2 separate regions of the Danio rerio genome follow, and region 1 is linked to region 2. The links are chromatin contacts, called in public Micro-C maps. All regions are on one chromosome and are shown on one strand. Each heading gives the region's core, a stretch centred on a gene start, on an enhancer-like site or on the middle of the called end of the contact. The rest is flanking DNA. Distances are from core to core; before and after follow the strand shown.

Region 1 (6,639 bases), core at 3,316-5,815, 220 kb before region 2:
CTATTAGTAATGTATTGTAGTAAAAGTACATTTTCCCAAAATACTTTTAATACAGTATTTAGCACACTTTTTTATACAATATGTATATTCTTTTAATATATTACTATTATACTTTAAATTAGTCATAAATACATTTATATATGTTTAAAAGTAGGGTTCAAGCATATTTCTAGTTGTAACTAAATATATTTTATAAAATACAGATATAGTATGTTCAAAGCACATTTTAGTTCAATTTCAGGGTGTCTCAAAATAGCACAGTTGAGTACACTTAGATGGTATTAAGTTTATCTTAACATATACTTAATACTATCTTTTAGTACATTAAGTACAAAATTAGTGTGCGAAAATAGAGCACTTTTAGTACATTACTGAAAAGTGTACTAAGTATACTTAAAGTGCATTTTAGTGCACTTTTTTTTTACCTGGGTCTACAGCAGCTCCACTTAATTACATTGCATTGTAGCATCATCTTATTTTCCATCACCGCACTCCCCGCAACAATACAGCCGTAAAGGCTTAGCGGGAACACACATTGCTTTCACACATATAATGCACCAGACACTGAATACCTATGCACCTCTGCAGCTCTGAGTCGCTCTACCAAGTCTTATTCCTTCTCTGCTACACAGCAGTTATTCGTCTCTTCAGAAGCTTTCTGACTTCCACCGCACCTCTGAAGTCGCAGAGACGCTCAGCCGAGCCTCATTTCCCCTCTATATCACTGCCGCAGCAGTGACGCTCAGCGAGTGCATATTCACTTCCATTTAGCATTCCACTACTGATACACTCTAGAACCCTAAAGCTACATTTCACTACTACCATAGTAAGCCTCTCTTACAGAGCTCAACCACATACGTTTCAAATCATTACATTTATCTCACTCTCCTGCCCGGTCCTAGCAAGTAATCCTGCCCCGGAAGCACATAATCGTATATAATCCATCTGCCAGTACACCACTCCTGTAGCAACGACCACTCCCATCTCACCTTTTAAACCCACACTAACCTCATTTTACTCCTTCAAGCTTTTCTAGTTCACTTTTTACTCAGCAGCCGGATATTGCTTTAATCTTCATTGCCTTTTGGGGGGTTCTTCAAATACGTGGCTGCTGTCCCGAGTAGAGCATTTTGGGGAGTTGTCGAGATCTACCTGAGCTCAAGGCTCCCCTCTCGCCCTGCAAACGGGAAGGAGCCCAGGGCTTAAGGACCTTTGAGCTCAGGGCTCTCTCCCCGGACAGCCAAACTTGCTTATAATCAATCATCAGCTAAGTGTGAGCTCTTGAAACCAGCCAAGGCTGGTTGGTTGGTTTTAGCTAGTCAACCAGGCTGGTTTTAGAGAGGGTTTGCCCATTTAGGCCTGGTCTTAGCTGGTCAGGCTGGGAGATGACCAGCTAAAAACGGCTTGACCAGCCTAGCCAGGCTGGGAGCTAGCCAAAACTAGCTATGTCTAGCCTAAACCAGGTTGGTCAAGCTGGTTTTAGCTGATTTAGGCTGGTCATTTTCCAGCCTGACCAGCTAAGACCAGGCTGGAAATGGCTGGAAACCAGCCTGAAAATGGCAAAACCCTTCTAAGACCTGGCTGGTCTACCAGCTAAAACCAGCGAACCAGCTTGGGTTGGTTTAAGCAGTTTTTTTTAGCAGGGCTGTGATATATGTTGTATCAGCCCAGAATTGTTCTAGACTTCTCATAACTAGGTTGTTCAAAAAATAAATGAATACAAATATTTACATTATTATTTAATACAGTGTACGGGATTCATATGTTCTTCTAATATGTTATTCACATAAGCAACCAGTAGATGGAAGCACCTGCATTTGGGATTATTTTAGCCCTGCAATGAGTTTGTGAATGGGACACCATGACATCTCAAAGACTGACAATGGGTTTGAGCAAAAAAATAACAGAAATGCTGGTATTGCATGATTTCTTTTAGCAGAAGCACTCATTATTTACATAATGTGTTGGAGTTTGTAGTGATATCTGTGAGTCTCTGAAAATTTGCTGCAAAATATTTTTCAAAACCACTAAATTTGGGGCATTAGGTTTACGGGTGTTAAGTGCTGCTGTAATGTCTAAATATTGATAATACTGTATGTGTGTGTTGGCCTGTCAGTGCAGTGGTTGAGGAGATTGACTCAAACATTCATTTCCTCCTGCTGACCTCCTGTCTCCAGCAGTGGACTCACACTGGGAATCTGCAGTGGTGATCGATTTGAGACGAGGGGCAGTATTTCCTCCTCAGGAGAATGCACAATTGAGATCAATTGATCGGGTTCACCGAGTATGCAGCAAGGAGAGTCATAATTAGTTACACTGTACAGTCTAGGTACGCTTGTTCAAGTAAATCTGTCTTTGTTAATTTAAGGGACTCAGCTGTTTTGTGTGTGACTGCAAGTCTATTCCTTGCATTCAAAATATTATAACAATCAGATTTGTTATTGCTTGAGCAAACAATTAGCAGGGCAACAAACTATTCAGTGTGATCATTTAGCTTTTTGTCTTAGAAAGCTTGTGAATTCAGAATTAAAAATATTAGTGCTTTTTCAAGGTATATGAATGATATGCAACCTGTTTTTTTCTGTTTATATATGTTGCTTTGGCTGTTTCACAAATGTTTCCATTTTAGCTCATTGCCCCAATGTGTGTTTTGCTCATTAAATTTCTTTGTGGTAGTCAGAGATTTCTCATTACAGGCTAAATGAGGTGCTGTTGCATAATTAGCCCACATTTAAAGTGTAGTACAACTTGCTTTTAGGCCACGGCACAGCTAAGAGTACTGTGTTCTTGCCTAATGGCTCGAAAATAATGGGAAGGTTTAGATTATCGCTCCATTTCCAAGGATACGGACCCATGACTGATTTATCTGCTTTGCTCTTAATTAAGTCATGCTTCACATGTTATATTTATATGGCTGATTATTTGTTTAAAAATGGTCTGGTAATTTATTTCTTTTTTGGGAAATTTAGATTAAGCTTTAATATACATTTGTTATTATTTGTTAGCATAATTTTATACCTATTTAAGTCATTTCAGTAACTGTCTCATAATCTTTAAAATTTGAAATAAGATTATTTTCATTTAAATCATTTATTTGCAGAAAGTGATCATGTGTTAATTGTTCAGATCTGAACTATAGGTGGAAACGTAGGCTATTCTTTTTTAAATCTATACGTAAATGTGTGTAAATGTAAATATACTTTATGTATTTTTATCCATAATATGTTTTTACGTCAGAAGAGAAAATAAACATATATTTGATGGAATCATCCTGATTTTCTTTATTACAACAAATTGAAAAATAACAATGTGTTTGAAAATTAGAATAAAAACGGTGGCACCATGCTAGTCAGCTAACCTTTAAAATCAAAATGTCAATGATAAAACATTATTTGCATATATGTTATAAAGGTTATGCTTTTTTTTAGCTAATTAAAAAAATTGTGTAAAAAAATTTTTTTTACACAAATTTGTTTTACATAACACCCTAGATCAGAGATGCCCAAGGGCCCGCGGGCCAAAGTTGGCCCATGGTAACCTTTGATTGGGCTCGCCATCCCATCTGAGAAGAGGTGGAGAATGATGGGGATGGTTTAGAGATTGACATTTCAAATTTAAATTAATCTTTTATTTGTTCGTTGTATTGTAAAGCTACAAAAAAGCTAAGTGAAGTTAAATGTTTTAATTCAAATGTTGCCATTTAATCAGATTTTTAAAATGTAGATACTGTCACTAAAGGCAGATTCTGCTTGTGTATTCAGCATTGAACTCCACTGTGTTATAAATGTGATTGTTTTTGTATTTAATTGCAATAAATTATCATTTAAACAGTTATACTGCATTACATACTGTCATGTTCCACCAAGTCATGTTTTCTATTTATTTAAAAATTTTATTAAATAAATTAGGAAATGACATATGTCTCTCGATGATATTTGTTTTTTGGTCCTATGAGAAAAAGTTTGGGCACCCCTTCCCTACTGTTGCTGAAATGCGACAATATTACTTAATACCAAAAGGGGGCAGTAGTGTTTCAAAATGCCAGCTTGCGTCGATGCACTTCATTAGTGAGGTTTTGTCACTCACCGTTTCCCATAACCCGTGTCATTTCTTCTAATAGTCGGAGCAGGAGAGGCACTGGAGGATTCAGGGAAGATCGCAACTTCATTTCTGCATTTCATTTCACGCATTTTAATGTTTTTTTTTTATGTGAGAACAAGCGATTTCCACTGACATTGCGACAATAAGAGTAGCGCGCAATTAAAGCACGATTAAATTCGTATTGTTTAACAGATCAACAAATAAGACGTCAATAAATATGTTTTAGTAGCATGCAAGTCTAAGACACTGCAAAGACTTCATCCCATGAACTCCATACGCCCTAAATCTGTGCTTTGATTTTTCAATTGTTCACTTTGTAGTTCTAGTCAAAGTAACAGGGTTTTAGGGAGAAAAAAAAACAAAACCTCCAGCATGCAGACAGCGCGTGTGAGCGTTCAGGGGAGGGCGAAATGAGTGATGCTGCTGAGCCAATGGAGATACTCGCGCGAGGAGAGGAGCATCTGTCCGAAACCTAAACTAACCGCTGGCACAATAACGCGACTGAGGAGCGCGTCGAGCTCATCTTCTGACTGAACTTTCAAGACTTTGGGAGATTCGCAGGTGCTGGACGACAAAATAAGGTAATAATTAGCACGAGAAGCTTATTATGGAAAGTTTTATCGTGCTATTTTGCACAGACTCGAAGCGCATGGTTTGGTGACAGACTGCAGTTTGTGCATGTGTTGGAGAACAGCCACTGTATCACTATCTTTGTTTCAATACTAGCAAATAAGGATTAAATGGCATTAATTAACATTATATATTTTTTATTGCATATTTTCACGTCGTTTGGAAAACACGCCATAATATTTGACTGGTATTTTAAGCTTTTAACTATGTTTTTGTATCTATATTTTAATCTGAATATTTTCGTTGATGTATGCTTGTATGTACTGGCTGTATATACACATTCAAGTTTACGACTGGTTGGAAGGTGGTCTTGCGCTCCATGCAGCGTGTCTTCAGTGTTCACGGCTTTTGGAGAGGCTGTTCCGCATTAGATCAGCTCTGCACAACCCTCAGCTGATAACATGCTCAAGTGCTTCAAAGGCTCTCAGGGTTTTCGCTAAGAGACCGGCCAATTCTTATTATGGAGAATTGTTGTTTAGTGTGAGGCAGCCAACTTTATTATTCGCTTGATTAAACAAATCCAATAACAACAAGTGCTTATAGTCACAGAACACAGTACTGCAGTGATCTCGCTTAATTTAATCACCTGTTGCATGGCTGTTCTCTTTCATTATCAATGTGAGATTAATGCTTCAGCAGAAGCACTTTACAAGCTCAGGGTAAAACTAGCAGTTGTGCTCTTAATCTGTTTAAGCTTATATTTTGTGTAACTTGTCTGGTCGTCCACAGCCTTGAGCATGTTGTTTTTGTTGTTTTGAGATTAATGTTTCATTTTTAAGCAGATACTTTGAATAATATTGACATAAATAATATTGAAAAATATGTAATTATTTACTTCGATCATATATAACCTGCCTCTATTACAAACAGGTCGATTGCAAACAGGTGTCCTGACATTTTATACCACCCATTAGATTTTAATACCAGCACTGTATTTGAATGGTTCTGAGGTTGGGGTTAGGAATTAGGTAGGTTAGGGTGGCGATATTACAGTTTCATATCACACTACTGCACATTAAAACTTACACTGGTAGCTAAAACTGATGAGTAGCATATTGCATCGTCAAAATGTGCTACCTACTTTTTGAATGGGAGGTAGGACAATCTGACAAGATAGGGCGAATCGGCAGAACACTGGAACCAATTTGTTTCTTCTGTGGAACATGAAATAATTAATTTTGTAAAATAAAGTGGGCTTCAGTGGTCACAAGGTATATGGGCCTGTATAAGATTCTGACGGTATGATTACAGTACCTTGGATAAAAATATCACAGTTTCACCATATTGTGATTACTGCTCAGAAATATATTCTTTCTAAATGTTTGTGTAAAAGCAAAAAAATTCCCTTTTGAACACAATATGTTTTATTTTGAGAAACATTTCAAATATTTTAAAAGAGTAACATGCCAGGCTAAATAATGAAAATTAATAATTGACTTCTGCTGCCTTCATTTATTTAGATTTGTTTTTACAATTTAAAACAGCATCTTTGGAGATCTTTGCTGCTCGAAAAAAGCAACAAAAAAGTAGATAAAAAATCGTAAACATACCTTAGGAACAATATTGCAGAAAATTTTGATGGTTATAAAACTTTGACTTTTCTAAACTAAGATATACCTTGAAACGTTTATCGTCCCATGCCTAGTGGTCACTTTGTTTTACAAATCATACATGTTTGGAACAAAATGAGCGTAAGGAAATGACATAATAATTTTTTAGTTTTGGGAAAGCTTTCTCTTTAAGTGAAATGATAAATGAGGGGGAAATGTAATGTAATGGAATCTTAAATTTGTGATTTATTTGTCTGGGGAAATGTGAATTTAGAATGTGTGTAATGTGCATTAATAAGGACACTAAAGTCTGCAGCCCCCACTGTCTGCAGTGCTTCTATTGAGATTTGTGGAGTGA
Region 2 (6,509 bases), core at 1,153-3,652:
GGAAAGAAGACGGAGTTAATGTTATACAAGACCTGGGTAATTAATCACCAACAAGTAAACGACTGCATTCTGACAGCGAACTGCACCTGTACGGCAGGATACGTGAACGAGGTAAAGTCGGTTTTATATTCGCACATTCGGACTTTCTCCTTAACAATATAATTTCATTAAAGTATTATTTGCAAACTCTAAATAGCGAAATCTTATTAGCAGCCAATGACTATCGAAGTACAACATGTTCACAGTCAAATAAACTGTCACACTTGCAGGTTATTTCAGACCAAATATTAAAAGTGCAGTGGTAAACAATATAGGGAGTGTGTCACAAGTTGTAACTGAATGAATTTGTGAATATAAAACCAACTTTACCTTAATAAACGTAGCTAACTTTCACGTTTCATACTTAGCATTCAGTGTCCGCAATTTAATTCACCATATGTAACTGTTTTTGCTGAAATCATTTCTGCAATCAAAATGAGTGATGTGTATGATTCAGCAAAGCGTGAACTTACCTGATATGACATGAGAACTGCAGAGTCCAGCATTTCTAATTTGCTCCAAACGTCATTCAGCTCCCATTTAGCCAAAGACGTCTGCAGTCAGTATTAAAGCAGTGTGTGGTGTATGGTAAAAGTTAAGTTTTCTATTTTTGGACTCGAATTTGGCATCCTACTGCACAAAACAACATTTTTCCCATTGCAGCCCGTCCTTTTTTTACAACCGGGGACCCGTGTGACGTAGGTTGGTAATTGATCTATTGGAACTGAACTTGGGCAGCTGATGATGACGTTGCACGAGAACGCAAGACCGCTGAAGAACGCACATTGAGAAACAGTACAAATGGAATAACCCCTTTACGTTTACCTCTAATACTTTGCTGCAGTTATTCACAGTTTTTCTTAGTCACTTTGGAGCATTTCTCTCAACACTATTTACATTTGCACAACAGTTAATGCATTTCTCAAAACAATTAGTCATTTGTGCACATCTAGTAGCAGTTTCTCATTCCTTTCAACAAATAGAAAATGCTTTTGAACATGCATCAGCTGCTTTCATACAACTCTCTGCTGTTTTATAACATTACCATTTGCTTATGTCATGTCAGTCAAAATAAACTAAACTTGTGAATGCTGAATAGTCATTCCATTTAAAACTAATAGCCCTCATTTCATTACTTAAGACATTACATACAAACACTTTTAAAATCTTTTTAAATCTCCTAAAAAAAAGGGTTCTAAATTCAATAGTTTCATGAATGATTTCATGACTATCTTGCAAAGGTCATTATAATTATTGAAGCTGCCGGCAGTACATCTTGTCTACATTGTGTCTACTGCACTTGTTACAATGTGAGGATTTGTGCAGAAGTGCATTGAACAAAAACAGAGAAGTATTTCTAGCTTAATCAAAATAATAAATAGAGGCCGGGAATTTGTTTTATTTATCACCATCTTTTGATAGATAGATAGATAGATAGATAGATAGATAGATAGATAGATAGATAGATAGATAGATAGATAGATAGATAGATAGATAGATAGATAGATAGATAGATAGATAGATAGATAGATAGATAGATAGATAGATAGATAGATAGATAGATAGATAGATAGTCTCCAAGTGACACTAAACAATTGAAATAAATTGATCTGAGGGATAAGTTGTGGTTGTTTTTTTAACTGAACAAAGATGAATGAATAAATCTCCAAAAATGTCACCTCCATTTATTTTGGATGAAGTACAGAAGCAGAAAATCTTCAAATGTCACAAACTCTTGGCAAGACAGGGATTAAAGATCTCTTGTTTCTCTCCTGCCTGTTAGAGGCTGATTTACGACTTTCTGGTCTGCCAATCGTCTAAAATGACACCATGATTTTGTTTTTTTCTCTAATATCCTCCTCAGTTACCTAACATAAAGCCGTTTTACTTCTAACCAGCTGTGCACCTAATTAGATGAAGGACGTAGCCAAATAATTCATTAATTTGCATCAAAAAATAATTAACAGTAAACTGTAAAATACTTTAATAATAAGCCCTTGAATCCGAGCGCATGCAGGTAACTGCTGATACTCTAATTAAACAGCAGCGGTCTGTACTTATCCTGATTTCTGCTCTTTAATTTCCCCGCAGTGTGTATATGTGCTTCATTATTACTCATTCTGATTAAAGGGACGAGATGTACTGCGAAGAATATTACTCCGGGTTCCCTGCTGTGTGTTTTGGGAGAGGGGCTTGTGGAGGTAAGATGAAAGACAGAGGAGATGTTTATTCTCTGCCCTGGCAACTGGATCAGACGTTAATCTTAATTCAGGGCCAATGAATAGCTGTCCTCATGGAGTCGTTTTGATTGCATAACGTTGACACCCGCGGTCAGTTTGCTGACTAATGCGGAGAACTGTATCATTCTGAGGTACTCTTAGCTTGGTAATCGCATTAACCTGTGTTAGATACTCACAAGTCCTTCTGACTGTACACTCTTTAATCCAAACGATTATAAATGATATTTTGTGTGTAAATCAGTCACCGTTTGGTATTTTAGATATAGGCTGAAAAGAAAATGATCAACCAATTACAGTACAAAACGGTAGCCTTTGTAACACTGACACCCAGGGGCATCTGCTAGTATTTCGTCTTATTCATTCTTATTCATTTCTTTTCGGCTTAGTGCCTTTATTAATCTGGGGTCGCTAGAGTGGAATGAACTGCCAACTTATCCAGCATATGTTTTATGCTGCGGATGCCCTTCCAGCTGCAACCAATCACTGGGAAACACCCATACACTCTCATTCACAAACATACACTACGACCAAGTTTATTCAATTCACCTATAGTGCATGTCTTTGGACTGTGGGGGAGACCAGAGCATCCAAAGGAAACTCACGCAAACACTGAGAACATGCAAACTCCACACAGAAATGGCAACTTACCCAAGAAGGGCTTGAACCAGTGACCTTCTTGCTGTGACGCAATCGTGCTACCCATTGTGCCACTGTGACGTCCCGTTATCATTATTATTATTATTATTCATTCATTTTCTGTCAACTTAGTCCCTGATTAACAGGGGTAACCACAGCAGAATAAACCGCCAACTATTCCGGCTAACCGATTTAGTGTACCAGATTAAAACAGAGATAAATCATTTTTAAATGTTGCAGATAAAAATCAACACAGTTCAGCAGTTTATTAAAACAGTAGATATTAAAATCCACTTATGACTTGTAATCGTAATAAGCTTATTTAAAGTGAACAACACTGCAGCGCTCATTTCTCAATCAGTCTTTCTTGATTACTGCCTCATTTGGAGCTGTTACGACTCTGAAAGTACTAAATTGTTTTAAGATGTAAATGATTTGTAATTACAAAGATTTGTTATCTGGTGCAATGCACAAAAACTGAATAGGCTACAAATATGAGGAAACATAGCTTTTAGACTATTTTACATCACAAATGTGTGTGTAATTTGTGTTGTATTCTTGTTTTCCATATTTGTTATTGCATCCTGTATTAATCCAATAAGATTATTAATTATTGTGCAATGAGTGGCCTGGATCGCTCTAGGCCAGAGAAGCTTATCCTCATGAAATATGCAGTCAGCACTTTGGAAAAGGTCTTTAAATATCATGGACTGACAAAACGGACAGCCTTTTGTGGCTGTGTTACCAACTAACAAACTAATTTTAAAAAAAAATGGAATAACAATTTTTAAACAATTTAGTAAATTTCACAAATAATTACGTTAATTAAGTTATTGCAGAGAGTGACTTGAATATAATAGTACATTCTTAGAAATGAAGGTATGCATGCTGTCACTGGGGTGATACCTTTTCAAAAGGTACAAATTTGTACCTAAAATGAACATACAGTATTAATACCTCAAGGGTACATACTACCTTAAAAGTACAAAAGTGTTCCTCTTAAAATTTTTAGGTTAAATATTTAGCTAATATATACGTTGGGCAGCACAGTGGTGCAGTGGGTAGCACAGCACTCTCATCTCACATCAAGATCGCTGGTTCAAGCCTCGGTTGGGTCAGTTGGCATTTCTGTGTGGAGTTTGCATGTTCTCCCCATGTTTGCGTTGGTTTCCTCCGGCTGCTCCGGTTTCCCCTACAAGTCCAAAGACATGCGCTGTTGGTAAATTGGTTTAGCTAAATTGTTTGTTGGGTATGTGTGTGAATGAGTGTGTATGGGTGTTTTCCAGTGACGGGTTGCAGCTGGAAGGGCATCCACTGCGTAAAACATATGTTGGATAAATTAGCGGTTCATTCCCCTGTGGCAACCTCAGATTAATAAAGGGACTAAGCTGAAAAGAAAATGAATGAGTGAATGAATATATACTTTTGAGGTACCAATATGGACCCTTTACGTATAAATGTGTACATTTTGAAAAGGTACCTCCTCAGTAACAGCATGCATACCTTTATTTCTGAGTGTATAGCAAGACTAAAATAATGTTACACTTCACAATAGGGTTTATGAGATAATAATAGTGGCTGTATCTACTAACATGAAATAAATAGGGGAAAATACAATTCGTCACCTTGGAATTATAAGGTTCTATCTGATCATTTTGAGATATTGAGCTTCAAAGTTTTTAAATTCCATATAGCAAACATTATGTGTGTGTGGAGAGGTATAGAATGATCGAAAACCCAATGAGGGGGGAGAGCATGCTCAGAGCCTGGCGGCTAATCAGCAGGCCAATCAGAAATAATAAATAACATCTGTTTATTCTAGTGATTGGGCTGGAGAGACACTCTTCTTAAGGAGAACAGAAAGAGCAGGCAGGAGAAGAGAGCGCACACACACAAAGTCATTTAATAAGAGCATGTCAATAAGTCTATTTTGACAAAATTTCAGATAGAACCTTATAATTCTAAGGTGACAAATTATTATAGTTTTTTTTTCATCATTTGTTAACATTGATTAATGAAAATAAAGTCATTTATAGTTTAACTTTTGGTGCATTAACTAATGTTAACAAGATTTTAAAAATGCTATGATTAATAAATGCTGTTCAAGTATTGTTCATTTTTAGTTCATGTTAGTAAATACATTAACTAATGCGTCCTTAATGTGACCGATGCTACTTTCTTGTTTATTCCAAAATGTATTTTTATAGTGAAGAACGATGCACTGTGAACACCCACAAGTCAGACACTTCTCCACTGCACATAAAGAGATTATCATCTTATATACCGTCATGAAAAAATCTTATATACCGTCAGTGTACTGTTTTGCATTTTTATTCTTTAATATCACATGTGTAATCCCATTTCCTCGAGGTAATACAACCTCATTGCAGAACTATTGACATTGTGGCCTTATATTGATAACAGGATGCCATACTTTCTCCAACAGATTCCTTCAGTCATTATATAATGAACTATTTGCTGTAACCTGAGGTAATAAATGAAACTGAGCAACATTATTATGTTTAAAACAGGTTTGTGAATTGTCTTGCTCTGTGAAAGACATCAAAACTTTATTTGAGATTTTTCTGTAGGGTTTTATAGTGAGATTTTCAACCTAAAATGTTGGTGGTGAAAAACGGTGCACACTAAACTGTATCAGCATTCTACTTATCGTTATATGTGGTTATATCTGTGCAATTTATGTTGTAGAGCATACAGTTTAAAATTTGATTAGTTACTTAAAGTGAGTAAACCAAAACTTAAAATCAACAAGTTGACTTTACGAAAATAATGTATGTAAACTCATTGTAAACTATTTACTTTTTCCAAATCTGCTCTCCAGCGTGTCTTCTAAATTCAATACAGCCTATAATTGTAGATTTTATAGACTCAATGAAGCACCAAGTACGTAATATTGTGATAATTATAGTAGTTTTTTTTTTTTTTTTTTTTTTTTTTTTACATAAGTGCTAAAATAGTCTGTAAGAATGGATTAGTTGACTTTAAAAAAAAGTAAGTCATTAACATAATTATAAAATTCAACTTAATAGTTCCAAGTTGTAATGGATGCACTTTATTTTTGTAAAGTCAACTTGTTGCTTTTAAGGCAATTGGTTTAACTAATAACTTTTTACAATGTACATAAAAATATTTTTGTTGGTTGTTGAAGTTTCTTTTATGTTCAATCTACTTTAACTTGTAAAAACTAATAAGTTAACCTAATTCCTTCATGTTGTCCAAACACAAATTGTTTGTATGGAACCCAGCTTTTTTGAAGTGTATAGGTCAATCAGTCACAGAAAATGGGATTTTTGCAAAAACAATATGTAAACGCTTTTAAAAAGAATAACAATAAGAGTATATGAACTTTTAAAGTAGAATCTCTGACACTGAACAAAAATCATTTCTAATGTTATAATTGTATGCGTTATTTGCATACATCATTTTTTTAATATAATGGTTCTTTACCATTAGTGTTCCATGGAGAGCTTGAAAATCTATTAAACCTTTCGACTGCTCAGAAGGTTTTTTCTTTGTGGTGGTAAATCAATATTTAGGTTAACATTAAACTTTTTTTAACATTCTCTTTAATGT

Evidence for each region. A called contact is a pair of places that touch in the nucleus more often than the background predicts.
Region 1: a contact with region 2 is called in a Micro-C map of caudal fin, with 6 times the contacts expected there. The contact joins the promoter of klhdc8b here to the enhancer-like site in region 2. A contact is called at or near these places in 7 of 18 Hi-C or Micro-C datasets (caudal fin, embryo, hematopoietic stem cells and 2 more) and 1 of 4 datasets of contacts at active chromatin or transcription factors (caudal fin).

The regions. Positions count from the first base shown.
Region 1 is chr23:22,363,098-22,369,736 of GRCz12tu, reverse strand. klhdc8b (kelch domain containing 8B) reads left to right here and starts at 4,565. Exons shown (of 6, transcript XM_073938798.1): 1 at 4,565-4,682.
Region 2 is chr23:22,136,169-22,142,677 of GRCz12tu, reverse strand. No RefSeq gene overlaps it. Among named protein-coding and RNA genes, the nearest start is that of guca1b, 5.2 kb to the right of the region's middle. Within about 2 kb of position 2,402, at least 5 of the 62 cell types and tissues checked have an H3K27ac peak or open chromatin away from gene starts, as enhancers often do.